2 separate regions of the Mus musculus genome follow, and region 1 is linked to region 2. A link is a contact called in public promoter capture Hi-C data. All regions are on one chromosome and are shown on one strand. Each heading gives the region's core, a stretch centred on a gene start, on an enhancer-like site or on the middle of the called end of the contact. The rest is flanking DNA. Distances are from core to core; before and after follow the strand shown.

Region 1 (3,920 bases), core at 805-3,304, 140 kb after region 2:
CTTTAATCCCAGCACTCAGGAGGCAGAGGCAAGCGGATTTCTGAGTTCGAGGCCAGCCTGGTCTACAGAGTGAGTTCCAGGACAGCTAGGGCTACACAGAGAAACCCTGTCTCGAAAAAAAAGAAGAAGAAAAAAAAAAGAAACAAAGAAAGAAAGAAAAATCTCTTATAAATTCATAATTTATAAGCATGTAAAAACATTTTAAAAAATGTCCTCAGACAATCCACACATAGATAGAAGCAAAAGAAGCATAAGGATTAAAAACATATAAAGCTGGACATGGTGGCACATATATGTAATATCAGCACTTGGTAGGTGGAGACACGGGAAACTTTACGGGCAGCTGAGGCTATATGGCAAGTTCAAAGCCAGCCTGATCTTCAAACTGACACCATCTTCCAAACTCTTCAAACTTCTTTCCTGCCTTCCTCCTCTTCCTTTTCCTCTCCTCCTCTTTCTTTTATTCACCTTTAGTTTTTTTGTTTTAGAGTCTCACTATGTAGCTCTCTCTGGCTGTTCTGGGACTCTTATAGACTAGGCTATCCTGGAACTCAGAGATCCATCTATCTCTGCCTCCTGAATGCTGGGATTAAGAGTGCAGAGACTGCTGGGCGAGGTGGCGCATGCCTTTAATCCCAGCACTTGGGAGGCAGAGGCAGGCGGATTTCTAAGTTCGAGGCCAGCCTGTTCTACAGAGTGAGTTCCAGGACAGCCAGGACTATACAGAGAAACCCTGTCTCGAGAAAAAAAAAAAAAAAAGAGTGCAGAGACTGGCCAGGTGTGGTAACCTTTAATCCCAGCACCCAGGAAGCAGAGGCAGGAGGGTCTCTGAGTCCAGTTAGCTTGGTTTACCTGGTCTACAAAGTGAATTCTATTAGGGCAGCCAGGGCTACATAGAAAGAACCTGTCTCAAAACAAACAAATAAATCCTCCCTCCATCACTGCACAAGCAGAGAGAGAGAGACAGACAGACAGACAGACAGACAGAGAAAGAGAGGAGGGAGGGAGGGAGAGAGAGAAATACATGCCTATTCACTGGGCAGCAATTCACATTCTTTTTTTTATTATTATTTTAGTCCATGTGCATTGCTGTTTTGCCTGTGTGTGTATCTGTATGAGGATGTCAGATCCCCTAGAGCAGAAGTTATATGCAGCTATGATGCCCCATGTGGCATCCTGAGAATTAAACCCAGGTCCTCTGGAAGAGCAGCCAGTGCTCTCAACCACTGAGCCATCTCTCTCCAGCCCCTGCAGCACACATTCTTAAAGATCTGTGTGGGCCAGAGATTTCAAGGATAGCTGGGAAGATGAAAGTCCCTTTTTGTCTTAGCAGGCCCTCTTTTTGTTTTAGAATTCACTCAGACTCTCTGAAAATTTTCTACTTCCTCCTTGACACACCCACAAACCCTTTTGAAATCTCCCTCTGCTTGGCAGCATTCCCTGGCTACCTTCTCAGTCCCCACAATTCCTTCATTCCTTCTCTGTCCCTAAAGTCAAGGTGGGCCCTGCCAGCAAGCCCTCTGAAATCTATACAGACAGAATAAAACTTGAACTCAAAATTGAGAATAACCCCCCCACCCCACCCCAAAAGAAAAGTTACAAAGTAGTTCAGATGGAAGCAAGGTAAGTTCTAGAAAAGGTGTTATTAACTCACAAAAGACTCTTGGCAAACCATGGCAGGTTACAAATGAATACACAAGATCACACGATCTTTTCCTGTGTATCATGTGACATTTCTGCTCTGGCTTCCAAACAAAAGCCAGACAGATGTAAGTGCTTGTAGATAACACTCCAGCAAGGCTCAGATTTCTGTAAGGAGGCATGTATGATCAAGTTGCAAGAGGCGAAAGAGGTGTTTTAGCTTACAGAAAAAACACTACTGATCTGCAGAGCAAGTTCCAGCTGCCTGTTAGTCTAACACGGGACACCTAATCAGGTCAAAAGGAAGTGAAGTCCCTGCCAGTGGACGGAGGAGCTCTCACTACTAGATACAATGTCACCAACAGCGATGAGACTCACTCTCTTACTGAGGAACAACGGCAGCTTTGAGCTACAGAGACTAATAATTATCCTCCCAAGCACAGCGCATGAGACTACGTAGTCTATTATCTCAGACCGTAGGGTTGAAGAGTTGTGGTTTGACACTTAATTGATAAATTGGGCAGGCTGACTTTTGTTTCTAGTGCCCCAAAACAAAGATTTTTGCTTCCAAATGTGAACAATAAGGGGCAGAAAGGCAGTTCAGTGGTGAAGTCCTTCCTTGGCATAAATAATGTCCTGGGTTCATCCCCAGTACACACACCCACCTCCTCCCCCCCCCACACACACCCATAACCACATACCACACACACACACACACACACACACACACACACACACACACACACAGAGAGAGAGAACCTAGAGAACCTAATGAAAGACTGTCTTCAAGGAAATCCAGGGGCAAACATGAGGTTAAGGTTGCTTTTTGTTTGCTTGCCCTATCTAAATTCATATTATCTGAAATAAATAATGGTTTCTATTGATTTTTGAAAAAGTCATAAGGCTTTTAATTTGATTAAATATCGTGTTAAGGTACAAGTATTTAAAATATTCATTCCTTTTACCTAATAATTTAATTTCTGGTAATCTGCTTAAAGGAATTAGCTAATAGGATATAAAGTTTTTATGTACATAGTTTCAATGTTGTTTTTAAAACAGCATCCCAAGCCAGGCAGTGGTGGCGCCCACCTTTAATCCCATCACTTGAGAGGCAGAGGCAGGGGGATCTCTGAGTTGGACCAACCTGGTCTACAGAGTAGGACTCCATAGAGAAACTGTTTCTTGAAAAACCTAAACAAACAAACATTGAAGAATCTGTGTTCAAGAAGAAGAAAATCTTAGCAAAGGACACTGCGTTGTTGAGGGACTGGTGGCTAGCTAAATAAACTTAAGGCATGGATTGAAGGCTCAGTGGGGAAGGACCTGTTGAACATTCGGCAAAGGTCTGAGCATGATGACCACTGCCAAACAAATGATTTTTTTTAAAGATTTATTTATTATTATGTATATGAGTACACTGTAGCCATCTTCAGACACACCAGAAGAGGGCATCAGATCTCGTTACAGATGGTTGTGAGCCACCATGTGGTTGCTGGAATTTGAACTCAGGACCTTCAGAAGAGCAGTCAACGCTCTTAACTGCTTGCTGAGCCATCTTTCCACACCACCCCCAACAAATGTTTTAATCCTAAATTATGAGCACCAGCTTTGCAGCAGATGCAAGGTGATTTAACATAAAGCTTACTTTATGCTAAATTGCTTCCTAACACCCTAAACCGGCACTACTTAGGCACAGCCTGGGAAACTTAGGAAAGCGAAGGGAGAAGAGGGAGGGGGAGAGGAAGGAAGGAAGAAAATGGGAGTGGGACAATGGGGAGTGTTTCAAGGTAAATGTCCCCTCAAAATACATGCACACAGTCTTTGTCAGAGTGTGACTGTCCATTGGAGACAGCTTATAAAGCACTAACCAAATTCAAATGAGGCCTTGAGGGAGGGCCCTCCTCCACTCTGACTGGCGATATTGCGGGACACAGACAAGCAATGCAGGGAAGACCATGCCAGTGTAGATGAGAGGAGAGCCATCTTCCAGGCAAGAGGAGGCCTCAGAGGAAAGTTCCTGCTAGTTCAGCCTCCTGCTGACATACCAGAGGGCATCAGATCTCATGACAGATGGTTGTGAGCCACCGTGTGGTTGCTGGGATTTGAACTCAGGACCTCTGGAAGAGCAGTCAGTGCTCTTAACCACTGAGTCATCTCGCCAGCCCCCAGCTTGATGTCTACTGTAATACTCTGCCCCAAAACAAGAAAGAGACAAGGAGGCAGAGAAGGGAGGAGAGAGGAAAGGGAGGGGAAGGGAAAGGCACAAGAGATGAATGGAA
Region 2 (3,808 bases), core at 44-2,543:
TGAGCTTTGGCGCTGAGAGTTATTTGAGGCAAGAACCTACTCTCAGTCAATTAAGTAACACTGCATTGACCTTCAAAGCTTTCCTACTCAAAGTATAAATCTTTGAGACAGGGAGTATATATCTATATGACAACATTGCCTGTGGCTAACATGAGTGTAGAGAAAAGAATGTACAAAATACCTGTTCTCGGTGCCCAATTTAGACCCAGCACTAATTATGAATCTTATAAATATCCCCAGGTGATGTGGAAATTAGCTCAGTGCCTTTCCAAGGGTCATAGAAAATATCCTAACAAGAAACTACTGGATCTGCCAGAACAACAACATAAAAAGCAAAATTTATAGCTTGATACCTGGCCGAGATAAAACAAGACTGATCGAATTATTTAGACAATAAAAGACCCTGCATTCAAAAAGATTACTACAATGACCTGAGAAAGTCATGAATTATTTAATAAATGATCTTGAATTTTTAGTCTAGTGGCTGGAAAAGAACTTAGATCCATAGTGTGTCATAAATGAAAATAACTTACGTGGAGTAAATATAAAACTGATCATAATAATACACTTTTACAACAGCTGTGAGTAGAAGACAATATTGTAAAGTCTCAAAAGAAACAAATATGTTAGCCGGGCATGGTGGCGCACGCCTTTAATCCCAGCACTTGGGAGGCAGAGGCAGGCGGATTTCTGAGTTTGAGGTCAGCCTGGTCTACAGAGCGAGTTCCAGGACAGCCAGGGCTACACAGAGAAACCCTGTCTCGAAAAACCAAAAAAAGAAACAAATATGTTAATGTAGAGTTAAAGCTCTCTATATAAAGAAATTATCCAAGGGCCATTGAAATGGCTCAGACATTAAAGGTGCTTTGCCCCAAACCTGATGATACAGGTTTGATCCCCAACGTCCCATGTTAGAGAAAAATTGAAAAACCAAAACAAAACACGAGAAGCAGATTCAATAACCTGACTTCTGGGTATGTGATGTGGGGGACAAAAACAAAAAAGCGAGAGGGCACACGAGTAGGGAAAGCGCACGGAGTCGCAACGATCGAGGCGACCTGCGTGCTGTAGGATAAAGTGTAGAGAAAAAGAGAAGCTTCCAGGATGCAAACGGAATTTGCCAGCATAATGGCGGTCTTCTCAGTTATACACAGCAAGGGTGCTCAAAAGGCACACATTTTCTCCCCTCCCGTAAAAGCGACCGAGCTCCTGGGTTCTCCGCGGAAAACCCAGGACTCGCGCATCCGTCTCCTCCTTCCGCTTCCGTGACCAGGGTGCCCGAGGGCCACTTCCGCTCCTGAGCCGCAGCAGCTTCCGTGGGCAACATGGCGGCATCCCGCTTGCCTCCCGCAGCCCTGACGCTGAAGCAGGTACTGCTGATCTCTCAGCCCCGCGGAGGTGTCCTGTGTGGTCGCGCTCCCCCTGCGACCTGGCTCGCCGCGGCCACCGCGGGCCTCGGCCGACAGCCTCAGCCTCCCGAGGGCGGAGCTGCTAGGCGTGCCCCGCCCTCGCAAGCCGCCCGCCCGCCGGTCCGCAAGGATTCTCTCTTGTTCTGTTTGCTAGCGAGGACCAAAGGGCTATTTCTGCTTGCTGAGTGGAGCCGGCTGGTTTGTGGTAACTTGTCTTTCTCCTTCCCTTGAGCAGTTCATGAGAAGGCAGCAAGTTCTCCTCCTCTACAGAAAGATTTTGCGAGCGATTAGGCAAGTTCCAAGTGATTCTGACCGAAAATACCTTCAGGATTGGGCCAGGGAAGAATTTAAAAGAAACAAAAGTGCCACAGAAGAGGTGAGAGCAAGACCACGCTGGGGCCACGGCTCCTTTGTCCCATTGTATCACTGAGCTTGTGAAGTTTAGCGAACACCTTGGAATATGCCACAGAGAATTTGCTCACTGCCCACTGGGTATTTTACATTTGTTTTGCAGCACATCTGGCTTTGTATTGTGTAGCCTAGCGTCCAGCTTTCCACTTCACACTACTGTTTTTTTTTGGGGGGGGGGGGTGGATGGGGGGAGTGCCTTTTGGTGACAGGATTGAATGTAGTGCCTTGGGCATTGGTAAGCCCACAGCTACAACCTGTAACAGCCACTGTTGGTTCTTGACTGTACCAGATACAATAATAGAACTTTGCCGTGGTTAAGCTGGTAAAACAATGACTAGATTGTCCTTTCCTCCACAGGATACAATCCGAATGATGATAACCCAAGGCAATATGCAGCTAAAGGAACTAGAAAGGACGCTTGCCTTAGCCAACTCGTAACTGGAAGATTTTTCATGTGTTTTGCACAGGCTCCGAGCCACTGTCATAGAGCACCCAAAAAGGTGATAATCACTCTGATCAAGAATATAAGTGAAGCGTGTTAATATTTCCACTACAGTCCGTGGCTGTAATAATTAAACGTGAACTAATGTCAAGATGAGAGGTTGGAATCCTCAATTGCTCAGAGGGAAGGTGAAATGGCAGCCCCTTTGAAAAACAGACGACTAGTTAGCAATTCTTAGAAAGGCAATGAGGACAGGGCTGGTAAAGATAGCTCCTCATGAAGACTCTTGCTGCCAAGGACAGAAGTTTGGTCCCTGTGACACTCATATCGTGGAAAAAAAAAAAAAACCACTCCAGAAAGTTGCCCTCCGACCTCCACACAGGCACTGTGGCACACAAACCAAAATGAGTGTATGTTGTGATGTGATCACAAGCTGTTACAAAGTCAGATGCAGGACTGGCAGTGTACTGCCCTAGAAAAGTGATTCTCTTGCTGTGGGTCATGACCCCTTTGGGGCCAAACAACTCTTTCACGGGGGTCTAGTATTAGGTATTTATGATTCATAACAGCAATATTACAGTTATGAAGTAACAAAATTTTTACAGTTGTGGGTCACCATAAAATTAGAGCTGTATTAAAGGGTCACAGCATTAGGAAGGTTAAGAACTGGCTAGAAACAGCGCTAGATCTTGCTTGAATAACCTGCTTTGTCCTTCAGAGTTCTGAAGTGACTTTCTTCAGGTGTGACATGGTTTGATAACCATAAGACTGAGGTCTCGCGGAGCTTTAGTGGAAATAGCTAAGAACACCAAGAAGAGGGAGCACTGGGTGGGCAGTTCAGCTCCTGCACCTAACATCCTCATGAAATGATGAATCAGAGCACTGACTGCTCTCCCAAAGGTCCAGAGTTCAAATCCCGGCAACCACATGGTGGCTCACAACCGTCTGTAATGAGATCTGGTGCCCTCTTCTGTTGTGTCTGAAGACAGTTACAGTGTACCTATAAATACAATAAACAAATCTTTAAAAAAAAAAAAAAAGAATCATCATTAAGGAGCATTGTACTCTGCATTCTCCTGCAAACACTGGAAAAAGAAATAGGTCACAAAGTTGACAATTTAGTGGAATCTTTGAAAGTGACAGCTTGTTGATGAATCTGAACTTATACTGTGAACAGAAGGCCCATCAACACAGAGAAGCCAAACAGAGGCTGACTAGGATCCTGTGCTGGGGTGCCTGAAAAGACGTGCAGCAGCGCACTGTGCTGGAGCCTTAGGGCCCACGTGCAGTTCTGCATGAGAATGATCTCATGCTCTTAGAAGTCAGGTTTTTAAAAACTACATGGCTCATGCAAAAATAGCTGACAAGCATTGTGAACAACTTGAGGTTTCATTTTTGAAACAGGATCTCCCATTCTAATTCTCCACCCTCCACCTTCCAAGTGCCAGAATTACAGATGTGAGTCACCATGTGTTCTATCAAAGTCTTGAGGGAGAACGTTAAATAGTTCCCTTGGTGGTCTTCTTGACATGCAAATCCAAATAAC

The links. Promoter capture Hi-C pulls out the DNA fragments that hold promoters and counts their contacts.
Region 1: a contact with region 2 is called in a promoter capture Hi-C map of the HPC-7 cell line. The contact joins the enhancer-like site here to the promoter of Lyrm2 in region 2. A contact is called at or near these places in 15 of 39 promoter capture datasets (the C10 cell line, the HPC-7 cell line, HPC-7-derived erythroid cells and 9 more), 25 of 484 Hi-C or Micro-C datasets (CD4 T cells, DN2 thymocytes, the G1E-ER4 cell line and 17 more), 24 of 115 datasets of contacts at active chromatin or transcription factors (the 230-238 cell line, the SCID.adh cell line, bone marrow-derived macrophages and 15 more) and 3 of 9 other capture datasets (adipose tissue, liver and pancreatic islet).

The regions. Positions count from the first base shown.
Region 1 is chr4:32,935,182-32,939,101 of GRCm38.p6, forward strand. The region is part of intron 1 of Ankrd6 (ankyrin repeat domain 6); the gene reads right to left. Among named protein-coding and RNA genes, the nearest start is that of Ankrd6, 14 kb to the right of the region's middle. Within about 2 kb of position 2,055, at least 37 of the 459 cell types and tissues checked have an H3K27ac peak or open chromatin away from gene starts, as enhancers often do. A contact at or near this core is called in the HPC-7 cell line, the N1E-115 cell line and nephron progenitors, where this site is marked.
Region 2 is chr4:32,798,966-32,802,773 of GRCm38.p6, forward strand. It overlaps Lyrm2 (LYR motif containing 2), which reads left to right and starts at 1,294. Exons shown (of 3, transcript NM_175364.4): 1 at 1,294-1,370; 2 at 1,645-1,785; 3 at 2,178-3,303. The coding sequence starts at 1,326. The coding sequence ends at 2,258.